Regions from separate parts of the Mus musculus genome. Here region 2 is linked to region 1. Evidence: chromatin contacts called from public Hi-C data. All regions are on one chromosome and are shown on one strand. Each heading gives the region's core, a stretch centred on a gene start, on an enhancer-like site or on the middle of the called end of the contact. The rest is flanking DNA. Distances are from core to core; before and after follow the strand shown. Region 1 overlaps Ndel1 (nudE neurodevelopment protein 1 like 1). Region 2 has its middle 17 kb from the start of Rnf222.

Region 1 (6,029 bases), core at 1,476-3,975:
GTCTCTGTCTATCTCTCTGTCTGTCTGTCTGTCTGTCTTTGTCGGGCCTGGGTATTGAACCTAGAGCTCTGTGTTTGCTTGGCAAAAGGTACTGACACTGATCTATATTCTCAGTTCCATGTAGTAAATTTAAATTTGAAAGTACAAAAAAAGATAAGTTTTACAAGTGTTTTTTTTCTTCTTGATTTGAGTTATTTCTTATACATTTTTTTGCTACCATAGATTGGTGGTTAGTTTTGAGACACAGTCTCACCAAGCCTAGGATGGCCTGAAGATGACCTTGAATTAATTCCTGATCTTTGAGCCTCTCCCTCCCAGGTTCTGGGATTATAGGCATGTGCCATCACACCCAGAGTCTCGTATTAAGTTTTTTGGTCCTACCTAAATAATTATTTCTTGCTTTTGCCATTTAGTATGTCATAGAAAAACAGATACGAAGAGAACTTTGAGTTACTATCTAGATTGATAGAAGGTTGGCTCAAATAGAACATTCTGTTACTGGGTCTTGAACTGCCCACAAAGGTAACATGCAGGGGAACTGATAAGATTCTTCTTGTTTATTTAGTGTGTGTGTTAAATGCGCTTAATGAGGTGAAGCCTTCTGTGGCCAGCCTGAGAGCCTTGCAGCCTAACCCCAGAGCTTTCCAATCCCACTTGTTTAGGTAGTCAGCAGTTCATATCCCAGCTTCCACTGCCCCCCATGCCTTCCTGCCCTTCTCAAAATACATTTTATCCTCTAGAGTGAGAGGAGGTTCTCTGGGCAATTGGGACAGCATTTCCTGCATTTGTGCTGCTCAAGTAGCCAGAAGTGACTGTTAAACTTTATACTCATTTCAATGAACGGTGAAATTCAATTTGCTGTGTCAGTCACATTTCATTATTGAGAGTATTATCATGCTGACTACTGGTTTGGCACAGTATTTCTTTTATGTGTGTGTGTGTGTGTGTGTGTGTGTGTGTGTGTTTAGATTTAATTCATGTATGTGAGTACATTGTAGTTTTCTTCAGACACACCAGAACAGGGCATCGAATCCTGTTACAGATGGTTGTGAGCCACCATGTGGTTGTTGGGAATTGAACTCAGGACCTCTGGAAGTGCTCTTAACCACTGAGCTATCTATTCAGCCCCTCGGCACAGTATTCCTCTTACCTTCTCTTTGTCTTGCCTTTTCTTTTCTCTTTTCTTTCTTTTCTTTTTTCTTGAGATATGGTTTCACTCTGTAGCCCTGCCTGCCTTGGTACTTGTGAATGTGTGCATTCTTTCTCTCTACACACACTCACACACTCACACACACACACACACACACACACACCCCTCAGGCTGGTCTCAACCTCAGAGATCCCCCTGCCTATACTGTACCCATATACTGTACTCAGTTTGCCATATTTTTTTAGTTTTTTTCAATTGCAAGTAATTTTTTATACAATATTCTGATCATGTTTTCCCTCCCTCATCTCCTCCCAGACCTTCTCCGTCTCCCCACCCTTCCAACTCTATACTTTCTCTCTGTCTTAGGAAAACAGGGAAATTCAAACAAACAAGAATAAAACAAAACTAATGAACTAACAAGAAAAACAAAAAGAGCAAGAGAAATACATACATATGCAGACACACACCCATCCCGTAAAATACAAAACTAAAAATGGTAATGTACAAGCAAAAGACCAGAAAGGTTTAAAAAAAAAAAAAAAGCCAAAACAAAGCAACATGAGACCAGAAACACAAACACAAATACAAACAAACAAACAAAAACTACAAATACTTTTGGATTGGTTTGTGTTGGTCACCTGTGCTGTGAGCATAGGGCCTGCCTGTAAGTGTGGTGTGTCAGCCCTGTGAGATGCCCATGGAGACTAGCTTTTCCTTTGTGGATGTTTGTCAGTGAGTTGGCAATAGCTCCTTGGTTAGAGATGGGGCTCATGTCTACTTCCCCATCTTAGCACTGGGGTCCTGGCTGGTGTGGAGCTGTGCAGGCACTGTGCATGCTACCACAGTCTGTGAGTCCATGTGTGGCATGATGCTCTTATATGCATCCTTGTAGCATCTGTTAGGGAGACAGTGGGCAGCCCTCTGCCCTCAGTTCTGTTCTCAGGATCTCCAGAAAAGCCTGTTGAGATGTTTAAGGATCTTTGTCCTTGGAGCAGTTTGGAGAAGTGACCACTGATGTAGTCTAATGGTTAAGCTTCTTTATACTTTGTCTGTACCGTGAAACAGTATGATATTGCTAAATGTGTTTTGCTTTGTGACATCATCAATATAGTCCAAATATAAAGGGAGCTGCTGATGTTATTCCTCTGCGTTTCTCTTTCTGTAGCTATACCAAACGGCTTTGGAACCAGTCCACTAACTCCTTCTGCTAGGATATCAGCACTAAACATCGTGGGAGATCTCTTGCGGAAAGTAGGGGTAAGCATTAGTTATTTATCACTGTGTTTCCACTGCGGAGGTAGTATTGAACTGTCTCTTTCCTGTGCTAAGAACCATATGAAGCGGAGAAGCCCCTGAGAAAACCCCCAGCCTGGGCTTCAAGGTTACCTATGTAACTCTTCCCATTGCTGTCCTCTCTACAGTGCAGCACCTCAAGTTCCGTTCTTTGCCCCTGGCTCTCTTACTCTTCTGTTTTTTCCTTCATCTTTTATTTTGTGGGCTAGTGTGTGGCTTGGGGCATTGCCAGCCACTCTTATCTGGGGCTTACTGCTCTCGAACACCTCAGCTTCAGTGCCTCATCTCGGCCCTAAGCTTGACTTGAGTGACTTGCCTTTTGAAATATGACACTGGTTATTTCTCTATCAGTTTTTAATTGTGTGTGTGTGTGTGGTGGGGTCTGCTGAGGTCAGAGAGGGTGTTGGATCCCCTGGGGCTGGAGTTAACAGATGGTTGTGAGGTGCTGTGTGGTTGCTGAGGATCAAGCCCCAGTCATCTGCAAGAGCAGCAAGTGCTGTAACCTCTGAGCCAGCTCGCCAATTCTGGCTTTTCTTTCTGTCTTTTTTTTTTTTTAAACAAAGTTTTAAAAAATTGGCTTTTTGATTTAATAAGTTTTTTATTTTTTATGTGTCTATATGTGTCTGAATGTGAGTATGTATATAAGAATTCAGGTGTCCTATGAGACCAGAGGGGTCAGATCTCCTGGAACTGGGCTTAACAGCCATCTGATAAAGGGATCTGGGAACTGAACTCAGGTCCCCTGATTACATTACACTCTGTTAACCACTGAGCCGGCACCTGGCCCCAGGTCTTTTGTTTCTCTGTTAAAATATGAGTTCCAGGGATCAAACTCAGGTTCTCAGGCTTGTGGGGCAAGCACTTTTGTCTGCTAAGGATTTTACACTGCACTGTCTTGCTGGAACCTCTTGAATGTTAAGTCAGTACTCTGCCACTGAGCTGTACCCCTGTTAAGCCTGACCTCTTTCCCTTTCTTCTTTCATCTCCATTTTATTTTTTTCTTTTTGTTGAGACACTGTCTATTGTGAACATAGTTCACACTGGCCCAGCCTGGACTAGAACTCACTATAGCTCAGGCTGGCCTTGAACTCATGGTACTTCTGTCTCTGTGTGCTTAGTGCTTGGGATTATTTAGCATACCTAGCTATTCTTTTCTTTTCTTTTTTTAGAGACAAGGTCTCACTCTGTAGCCCAGATGGACATGGTATTTGCTGGCTTCCAACTCAAATAAGTCTGTCTGTTTCTGCCTCCAAAGTGCTGGGTTTAATGCAGTACTCCTCCATGCTTGGCTTTTTAAATTTTTACAAAGTAAAACTATAGACCATTTAAAAAAAATAGGCCTTTTTAAAAAAACATTTATTTATTTTATGTATATGAGTACACCATTTCTCTCTTCAGACATACCAGAAGAGGGCATCAGACCCCATTATATATGGTTGTGAGCCACCATGTGAATTGAACTCGGGACCTCTGGAAGAGCAGTCAGTGCTCTTAATGGCTGAGCCATCTCTCTAGCCCAAGGCCATTCTTTATCTTACGCTTCTCTTATCAACACCCTTGTGGCCCTTGACTGCGTGTATACTTTAGACATAGACATTCTGGCCTGCTATTCCTGATCAAGCTCTTTTTTTTTCTTTCTTTTTTTTTTTTTTTTTTCTTTTTTTTGGTTTTTCAAGACAGCGTTTCTCTGTATAGCCCTGGCTGTCCTGGAACTCACTTTGTAGATCAGGCTGGCTCGAACTCAGAAATCCTCCTGCCTCTGCCTCCCGAGTGCTGGGATTAAAGGCATGCGCCACCACACCCGGCCTGATCAAGCTAAGACTGCTTGGTGATGTCAATGTGGTCAAATCCTATGTGTGCACTGCTCTGAGTTTTATTTGAAGCATTCAATGCCAGTGTGCCCCACCCTCCTCAGAATGTCCTCTTTTCTTGGCGTCTCTGATGCTTTCTCTTGTCTGTCCCCACCCTGCTACGAATTTATCTTTCTTTCCTTCGTCCTTTTTTTCAGTGAAGATCTTACTGTTCACAGTCATGGCTTCATCTACCACTGGATGTCAAGTTTCTAAGTCTTAATCTCTAGAACATTTTTTTCCTTTGAAAGACCCAGGGCTTGTACCACCTGTGTGTGTCACTGATGCCTGAAACATAATTGTTTTTCCCTGCCATGTGAAAGATGTCAACAGATATTTACATGGATGGACAAATCCCTTCATTGAATATAGGAAATTCAAGAGTTCAGTATGAACTTATTTACAAGTCAGAGCATCCTAGAGGGTCATTATTCCTGTCATTATTTAACTAGCGCATTGTACTTTTACCGTAAGAAAGGGGCAGAAGAAAAAGAAGTTTCAGTTTGTTTTGGTCCTGTTTCATGTGGTTTTTTGGAAATGATGGGGTAGGCTGTCCATACAGATTCTGAAAGTGTTTACTCTCTGTGGATTTCTAGTCCTTTAGTCTTGTGAGTTGGAATGGACTATATTCTTTTTTTCACCATGGCATATATTTTTCCTTTTTTGGGAGCTAGTGGAAAGATAATTCATTTGGGAGAAATTTTGTTGGGAAAGAGGGATTCCATGATATCCAGGTGTGAGAGATGAGAAGTCCCTGTTCTTTCACATCAACTGTTTGTAGGTGACAGGTGTGGTAACAGGTGTAAAGGGGGGATAAGATTTAGAGGTAAATGATAAGGGGGCAGTATCATTTGCAGGTGAATTAATTATAGACAAAAGGTATCAGGTATACAGTTTATAGTATACTATCACAAAGAAAATGGATCGCTTTATGTGAGATTGGAAATGGATCTGTTCTGATGCAGTGGAAAAAATACACAGAAGGACCTCTAGGAAGAGCAGACAGCATGAGAAACACCTCAAACAGATGATTGTGTGCAGTGCTTGCTGCACAAACTAATCTCAAAAGTCCTAATCCCAACCAGTATTGCAGAACTTAACAGGCAATGAATGAATGGGGTTGAAAGGTCTGGGGTCTTTACCTACCTACTGGCACCGTGGTTTTCTTAGGTGTGGATTGTATGTGTCCTCAGTGATACTGAGAGGAAAAAGTTACATTTCTGAGGTCATTAGAAAGAGGGTCAGTGTAAATGTCCCTCGTTCCACTAGAAAGACAAGTGATTATAGCTTCACTGGTGGCCATTATCCTGGAGGCTGAAGCCTGAAAAAGAAATGGTTTGAGATGCAGTTTTTTTTTCAGTACAGTCACTGTTTTGACAGCCATTCCTTCTTTCTTTGTAGGCTTTAGAATCCAAGTTAGCCGCTTGCAGGAACTTTGCAAAAGACCAAGCATCCCGCAAATCTTATGTTCCAGGGAGCGTTAACTGTGGGGTAATGAACAGCAATGGCCCAGAGTGCCCAAGGTCAGGGCGAGCAACTTTCTTCCATAAAGGGTAAGTCCTTGACTTTATTTATTTATTTATTTATTTATTTATTTATTTGCAGTTCTAGGGCTGAGACAAAGCTAGGGCTTCATATGTGCCAGACAGTCATCCTGTCCCTGAGCTACAGCCCCAGTCCTTAGACTCACTGATGAGGTCTAGTGAGTTTGCAGAGTCTTAAGTGAGGTTACCAGA
Region 2 (6,029 bases), core at 1,584-4,083, 39 kb before region 1:
CTCAATTCAGTGTGCACCTGTGGTGGCCTCTAACTATGAAAAACGTGCCCATTCCCTGGTTTTCCTGTGAAAATGTAAATTCTGATTCTGTAGCTGTCAAGTGAGGCCCGATTCTGCCTTTTAAACAAATTCCCTTTTTTTTTTTTTTTTTTTTTGATGACTTATGCTCAGAATTGAGTTTAGTGTGTGCTCTTTGTGCGAAGTCCTGTCTCTGCGCTGCAGTGGGTGAGAGGGACTCACACCCAGGCGCATCCAGGAGCAAACCTAATTCCATTTATGTATTTGTTTGTTTGTTTATTTTTGAGACAGGGTTTCTTTAGCCTTGGCTATCCTGGAACTAGTTCTGTAAATCTGGTTGGCTTTAAACTCACAGAGATATGCCTCAGTGCTGAGATTAAATAAAGCCTTGCACCACCACCACCTGTTTTCCTTTCATTGTTGTTGTTGTTGTTGTTGTTGTTGTTGTTGTTGTTGTGTGTTGCTTGTGCCTTCAGAGGCCACAGAGGGCTGAGTTGAAGATGCAGGGGGTTATGAGCCACTATGTCGGGGCTGGACTGAGCATCAGTCCTCTGGAAGAACAGCAAGTGCTCTTAACTGCTGAGCCAACTCTCCAGCCCTAACACAATCTTATAGATAAATGCAAATGGCTACTTTGAATCCATCAACTGAGTGGTGTCTCCTTGGGCAATTTTTGTGAACATGTTGGGGCTCAGTTTTCAGATCTGTAAATGAGAATACCCTTGGCCTTACAGAGTGTCTTGACGTTAAATCAGAATGGGTTAAACCCCACCCAGTGCCTAGCACACAGTAAAGCTCGATGAAGCTTGGAGAGTGGAGCCAGATGAACAGTTCTGGTGGAGAGGTATGCTGCAGGAAGCAAGGACTGGGTCCTCATCAAGTAGAGGCCATCTCAGCTGTCAGGACCGTCATCATCTGAGAAGGGGGTCAGGGAGATGGGGGCAGAGAGCCAGGGGCCAGGCTATTGGTCAGCAGGTGATAAACATGATTTGAGGGGGAGTTGAGTTTAGCAGGCTAAGCAGGTTTCATCTGGAGGTGGAGATGATGGAGGCCTTCAGGCAGCTTGGCAGTTTTCAGCTCTCTCTCTCTCTCTCTCTCTCTCTCTCTCTCTCTCTCTCTCTCTCTCTCTCTCTCCAGGGCGTGTCTGTGTAGCCCTACGTGTTCTGGAACTCACTTTGTGGACCTGGCTAGCTTCAAACTCAGATCTGCCTGCCTTTGCCTTCCAAGTGCTGGGATTAAATGCACAGCATCACCTGACTAGGCACACACGCCTTTCCCATCTTTCAGAGCTTTCTGGGATTGTGAGAACCACTTTTAAAGTATGCCCAGGGGGCCTTGTCTTGCTTTCATGAAAAGCTTTGCCTCAACCTGCAAAACCCTAGTCCTGTTGCAGTGGGTCCCTCAGCTCAGGTACAGCTTGTCTGTGTGCTTCGGTATGGGTTTGTTTGACATGACCACAGCCATCTTGAGTCATAGCCACCGTGATTGCCCCTGAGTAACCCTGGCCGGTTTTTCCTGTATGGTCTCCCAGCAAACCACAACTAGATAAAACCATTAAAGTCAAATATGGGGCTTTGAACAACCAGACCCTGGCCCCAGGAATACACCCGACTCTTTGATATTTTGTTATGAGATACCAGGTATGTTCCAGCCAGGATGAAGTCACTTTTGTCCCAGCCCACAAGTATACTCCTCTTTCTGACCCAGATTGCCAGCTATAGTTTTTACTGTCACTCAAGACTATACTTCCTTAGTAAGTTCTATAGTAAACCCCTCTCTCTGTAACCTTACATGTCTGCCTATCTGTCTGAGGTATCCTGTCCCCTTGAGGTCAGTTCACAGTTTAGGACTGGGTTTAAATAGGGCCATGTTTCCATCAGATCACTGAGAGCCACAAATATTTATAGACTAACTTCCAGTACTTGCTGGCCCCTCCTAGGCACCTATTAGAGACAAGTATGTACAAAACCTGCCTTCTCTGAGAATAAAGACACCCCTATGGGAAATGACTTCCCAGGGAAGCTTCTTGTTTTGTGTTGTTAACAACAGATAAGGCATTGTTATTTTGTTTTCCATAAGACGGACATTTGTAGACTAGACAGGAGCAGGCAATAACTTTAACGTGTTATCCGTGCCCACTTTTACTAATGGCTCCTGTTCTATTTGGTAAGACTAATGGGCACAGGAGAACGGCAGTCACTGTGGAGGCAAGAGACGTGGATGGCTTACGTGATCTGATAAAGACTTAGGGAATGGACCAGCCTTGGAAAGGCAGGAAGGGGACAATGCTGACAGCTCAAGGGACTCACTGGATCTTGGGATTTATATGGAGGTAGTTATACACATTATCCCATCTGAGCGGCAAACAGTGGCAGGAGTCAGCACTGGTGTTAGCTCCAATTCCTAAGAGGGAAAACGAGGTTCAAGGATGAAAAGTCTAAGCTCTCTGCCTTTAAGATTGTGTTCTCTTCTCTCTCTCTCTCTCTCTCTGGTTTGTTTTGGTTTTGAGCACTGGCCACAGAGCCCAGGGCCTTACCCAGGCTGGGCAAGTAGAGTACCACTGAGCCACACCCACGAACCCCTAATTTGAGCTCTTACTTGCTGTGTTATTGCACCGGCGTAGACATAAAAACATTGGCACCTGTTTGTCTCCTCCACTAAATTAGTTAGCCAGCGTTCATTCGTCCTTAGGGACAGAGGGGAGAAGTGGGTGAGAGGACCAGAAGCAGCCGTTCACACGCAGACAGCAGAGGTGGAGAGCCTTGAAGCTATGACTGGCATTTCTTACTCCCTTGCCCAAGCTCCCAGGTCTTGCTCAACTCCAGCTGAGTAACAAGGCTGGCAGGGTTGCCTCACTACTTGACAGCAGGCCCCAGCCTTCCTGGCTCAAACTCACTTCCTGTCCCAGAGTCTCTTTTGTCAGACATGATTGAGTCTCCTTCTTCCTGTTGACCTCTGCTTTTTCCCAGCTGGCCCCGGGTGGTCCCCACGTGCTGCTGTGAACCAGATCAGCTGAGGAGCCAGGACCAGGTGCCTTGCAACTTTGGGGGATTGGAGTGAGGGAGGGGAAGGAATGGGTGGGGGGCTTGGGCGTGGCCTGAGAGACACCAGAGTGGAGGCTTCTGGTGTCTGAGAACCCTTTCTGCCCATATGGTGGCCAGTTAGGATGAATGCCATTATGTCCCTGTGATAGGTGACACTAGGCATTTGCTATGGTGCCTTTTTTCTGAAAACACAGTTATCTTCCCTCATCTGGATCCTGATCACCTTGATTTGGTTTTTATTTCCTGGCCGCCTGCTAGTATTTCTTGGAGGGGCGGGGAGCTTTTTGGGTTCAGACAAGTTTATCTGGGCTGATGGAGAGACAATCAGGGTGAGGCAATGATGTCATGCCGGACTGAACAAGTGAGGGGCTTGTTTTGAAGTCTTGGCTGCTTCTAAATCGCTCAACTCCTGACGGGCCAGCGGCTTCTTTCGTTCTGTCTTCTTGCCTATGGATGGCGAAGTATTTTTATTTTATTTGAACTCGTCCAGAGCTTGTAGGACAATGGTTATGAAAGTGTTTCCTACACTGTAAGGAGGTTGTGTTTCTCAAGGCTTGGGGCTCTCTTTATTTCGTTTTCTAAATGGAACTAGACATACTTTTTCCATGATACTATCTTATTTGATAAAATACAAGCTATCCATGCAGAGACACTGACAATCTTTGTATAAGTATATCCTCAAATATGAGCACTTTGACCTACAAACATAGACATTTTATCTATTTTTATGTGTATGTCTGTGGGTGTGTATGTGCACACATCCATGGGTTCCCTTAGAGACTAGACACTTGAATCCCCTAGAACTGGAGTTAAAGACACTTGTGAGCCTCCATGTGGGTGCTGGGAAGCAAACCCAGCCCTCTGCAAGAACAGAAGTTCTCGTAACCATTGAGCCATCTCTCCAGCCCCCCCCCCCCCCCCAGTCAGTCCCCTTTGAGCCAGGGGCTCACATCTATTAGTCTTGGCTGGTATAGAATTTGCTATGCAGATCAGGTTGGCCTTGGGTCTGTCTTGATTTTCCTGCCTCTGCCTTCTGGGTGCTAGAATCACTGGTGTGTGCAGCCTCACCCGCTCCCAACAACCTCACCTGGCCTCAAAATACACATGCTTTTGAGACAGGCTATGATGTTGACCTTGAACCCTGACTCCTCCTGTGCACACCCATCCAGTGTGAGGATTACAGGCATGAGCCATCACACCCAGCTGACATACACACTTTCAATAAATTTTTTAATGTTGAATTCTACTTACCGTCCTGTAACTTCTTTGCATTTAATGTCTTTTGAGTCATCGTATGCTGATTCACAAATATCCACCCTGTCCTGGACTGCTGTACCATATCCCATGTGTGGATGTAGCATGCATGGCTTGGTAAAGTAAACTGATTTGTGGGTAGTGATAGGCTTTCAGTGTGAGTCTATAAAAGTAAGCTGTACTGCAGAAAACACCATTAAACATACAATCTTCACATACCAGCTCCGGCATTTCCTTAGAATGAATTCTTAGGAGATAGATTGTTGAGGCTGTGTGGTTGGAAGACCCATTGAAGAATTCTCGGTCCTGCTGCCTGGAGGAGGTTGTCAACATACTGAGGCTTCCCAGGGAGGAGGGTGAGACATCCTGGACTTGGAGGAGTCCTTTCTCCTCAGGCCCCCTTTCTCTTTATGGTGAAGTGACTTAGCTGCTCTTTCCAGTTCTTCTCTCCTTCTCCTGCTGGGCTGGGGTGAGGCAATGCTTTGGTTTGCCTACTCCCTGGACTGTGAGGTCTGCGTCTAAATGTTCTGTGAATGTACCACCTTCAACACATCGTCTTCTCTTTAGCCCATGCCATATGGTTGCTGAAGCAGATAGAACCTCTATCCCAGGAGCCTTTCTGGAGTTCAGAGGCACAGCACTCTTGCTTTGGCTAGCTTCTGGCCTTCAGGTTCCTCTGTCTGTTGCATGGCTACCACCCTTGCACATGCTTTTAGGCTTGTAATAGTATATGCGTGTGGACATCTTTTGTTTGTTTGTTTGTTTGGTTTTTCGAGAGTTTCTCTGTATAGCCCTGGCTGTCCTGGAACTCACTCTGTAGACCAGGCTGGCCTCGAACTCAGAAATCCACCTGCCTCTGCCTCCCGAGTGCTGGGATTAAAGGCATGAGCCACCATGCCCGGCACTTGTTTGTTTGTTTTATCAACGTATCTATGTATCCATGTCTGTCTGTATATTTTTATCTATCTATCTATCTATCTATCTATCTATCTATCTATCTATCTATCTATCTATCTGAGACAAGCCCTCTCTATGCGGCCCTGGCTATCTGCCCTGGAATTGTCTATGTAGACAAGGTTAGGCTTGAACTCACAGAGATCTGCCTGCCTCTGGCTCTCAAATGCCGAGACTAGAAGCATGTGCCACCACCAAGTAGACATCTCCCTGCCAGTGCTCTGCTGTGTTGTGCTGTGTTCTTTGTAACATGTGTTTTGTTGGGAGGAAGCGATGGTATGTGCACTCATCCTAGGATGGTAGCCAGGGTGGTTACAGCATGTTTTCACTTGGATTTGAGTTGAAGGGGAGCAATCTCTTCTTACAATGGATGTTATTACTTGTTTTAAAATTTGAGATTCCGATAAAAAAAAAAAGTGAGCTATAATTCCTATTTTAATTCAAGATTGGTTGATTGATTGATTGATTGATTGTGCTAGGGAAGGAACCAGAGTCTTTTTTTTCTTCTTTGAGACAGGGTCTCACTGTATACCTCTAGCTGCCCTAGCATTTGTTATATATAATCAGGCTGGCCGTGAGCTCATAGCAGTTTTTCTGCTCTGTTTCTTGAGTGCTGGGATTAAAGGTGTTTGCTACCAGGTCCAGCAAAACCCAGAGTCTTGCTCATACTAGACAAACAGTATACCTATAAGCTATAGCCCAGGCCTTACTTATTTCTCTGTTTATGAGACAGGGCCTCTCTTTGTATTGAGGCTTGGT

Evidence for each region. Hi-C and Micro-C count contacts between places; a contact is called where the count stands out from the background.
Region 2: a Hi-C map of hematopoietic stem and progenitor cells shows a contact between it and region 1, with 1.6 times the contacts expected there. The contact joins two enhancer-like sites. A contact is called at or near these places in 10 of 39 promoter capture datasets (the 3T3-L1 cell line, 3T3-L1-derived adipocytes, the C10 cell line and 5 more), 2 of 15 datasets of contacts at CTCF or cohesin (the NIH/3T3 cell line and large pre-B cells), 70 of 484 Hi-C or Micro-C datasets (the AML12 cell line, the BV-2 cell line, the C10 cell line and 43 more), 9 of 115 datasets of contacts at active chromatin or transcription factors (the HPC-7 cell line, bone marrow-derived dendritic cells, cardiomyocytes and 5 more) and 5 of 9 other capture datasets (adipose tissue, bone marrow-derived macrophages, liver and 2 more).

What each region holds. Positions count from the first base shown.
Region 1 is chr11:68,829,732-68,835,760 of GRCm38.p6, reverse strand. Ndel1 (nudE neurodevelopment protein 1 like 1) reads left to right here. Exons shown (of 9, transcript NM_023668.3): 7 at 2,316-2,407; 8 at 5,695-5,846. Among named protein-coding and RNA genes, the nearest start is that of Ndel1, 20 kb to the left of the region's middle. Within about 2 kb of position 2,725, at least 22 of the 459 cell types and tissues checked have an H3K27ac peak or open chromatin away from gene starts, as enhancers often do. A contact at or near this core is called in erythroblasts and hematopoietic stem and progenitor cells, where this site is marked.
Region 2 is chr11:68,868,800-68,874,828 of GRCm38.p6, reverse strand. No RefSeq gene overlaps it. Among named protein-coding and RNA genes, the nearest start is that of Rnf222, 17 kb to the left of the region's middle. Within about 2 kb of position 2,833, at least 138 of the 459 cell types and tissues checked have an H3K27ac peak or open chromatin away from gene starts, as enhancers often do. A contact at or near this core is called in erythroblasts and hematopoietic stem and progenitor cells, where this site is marked.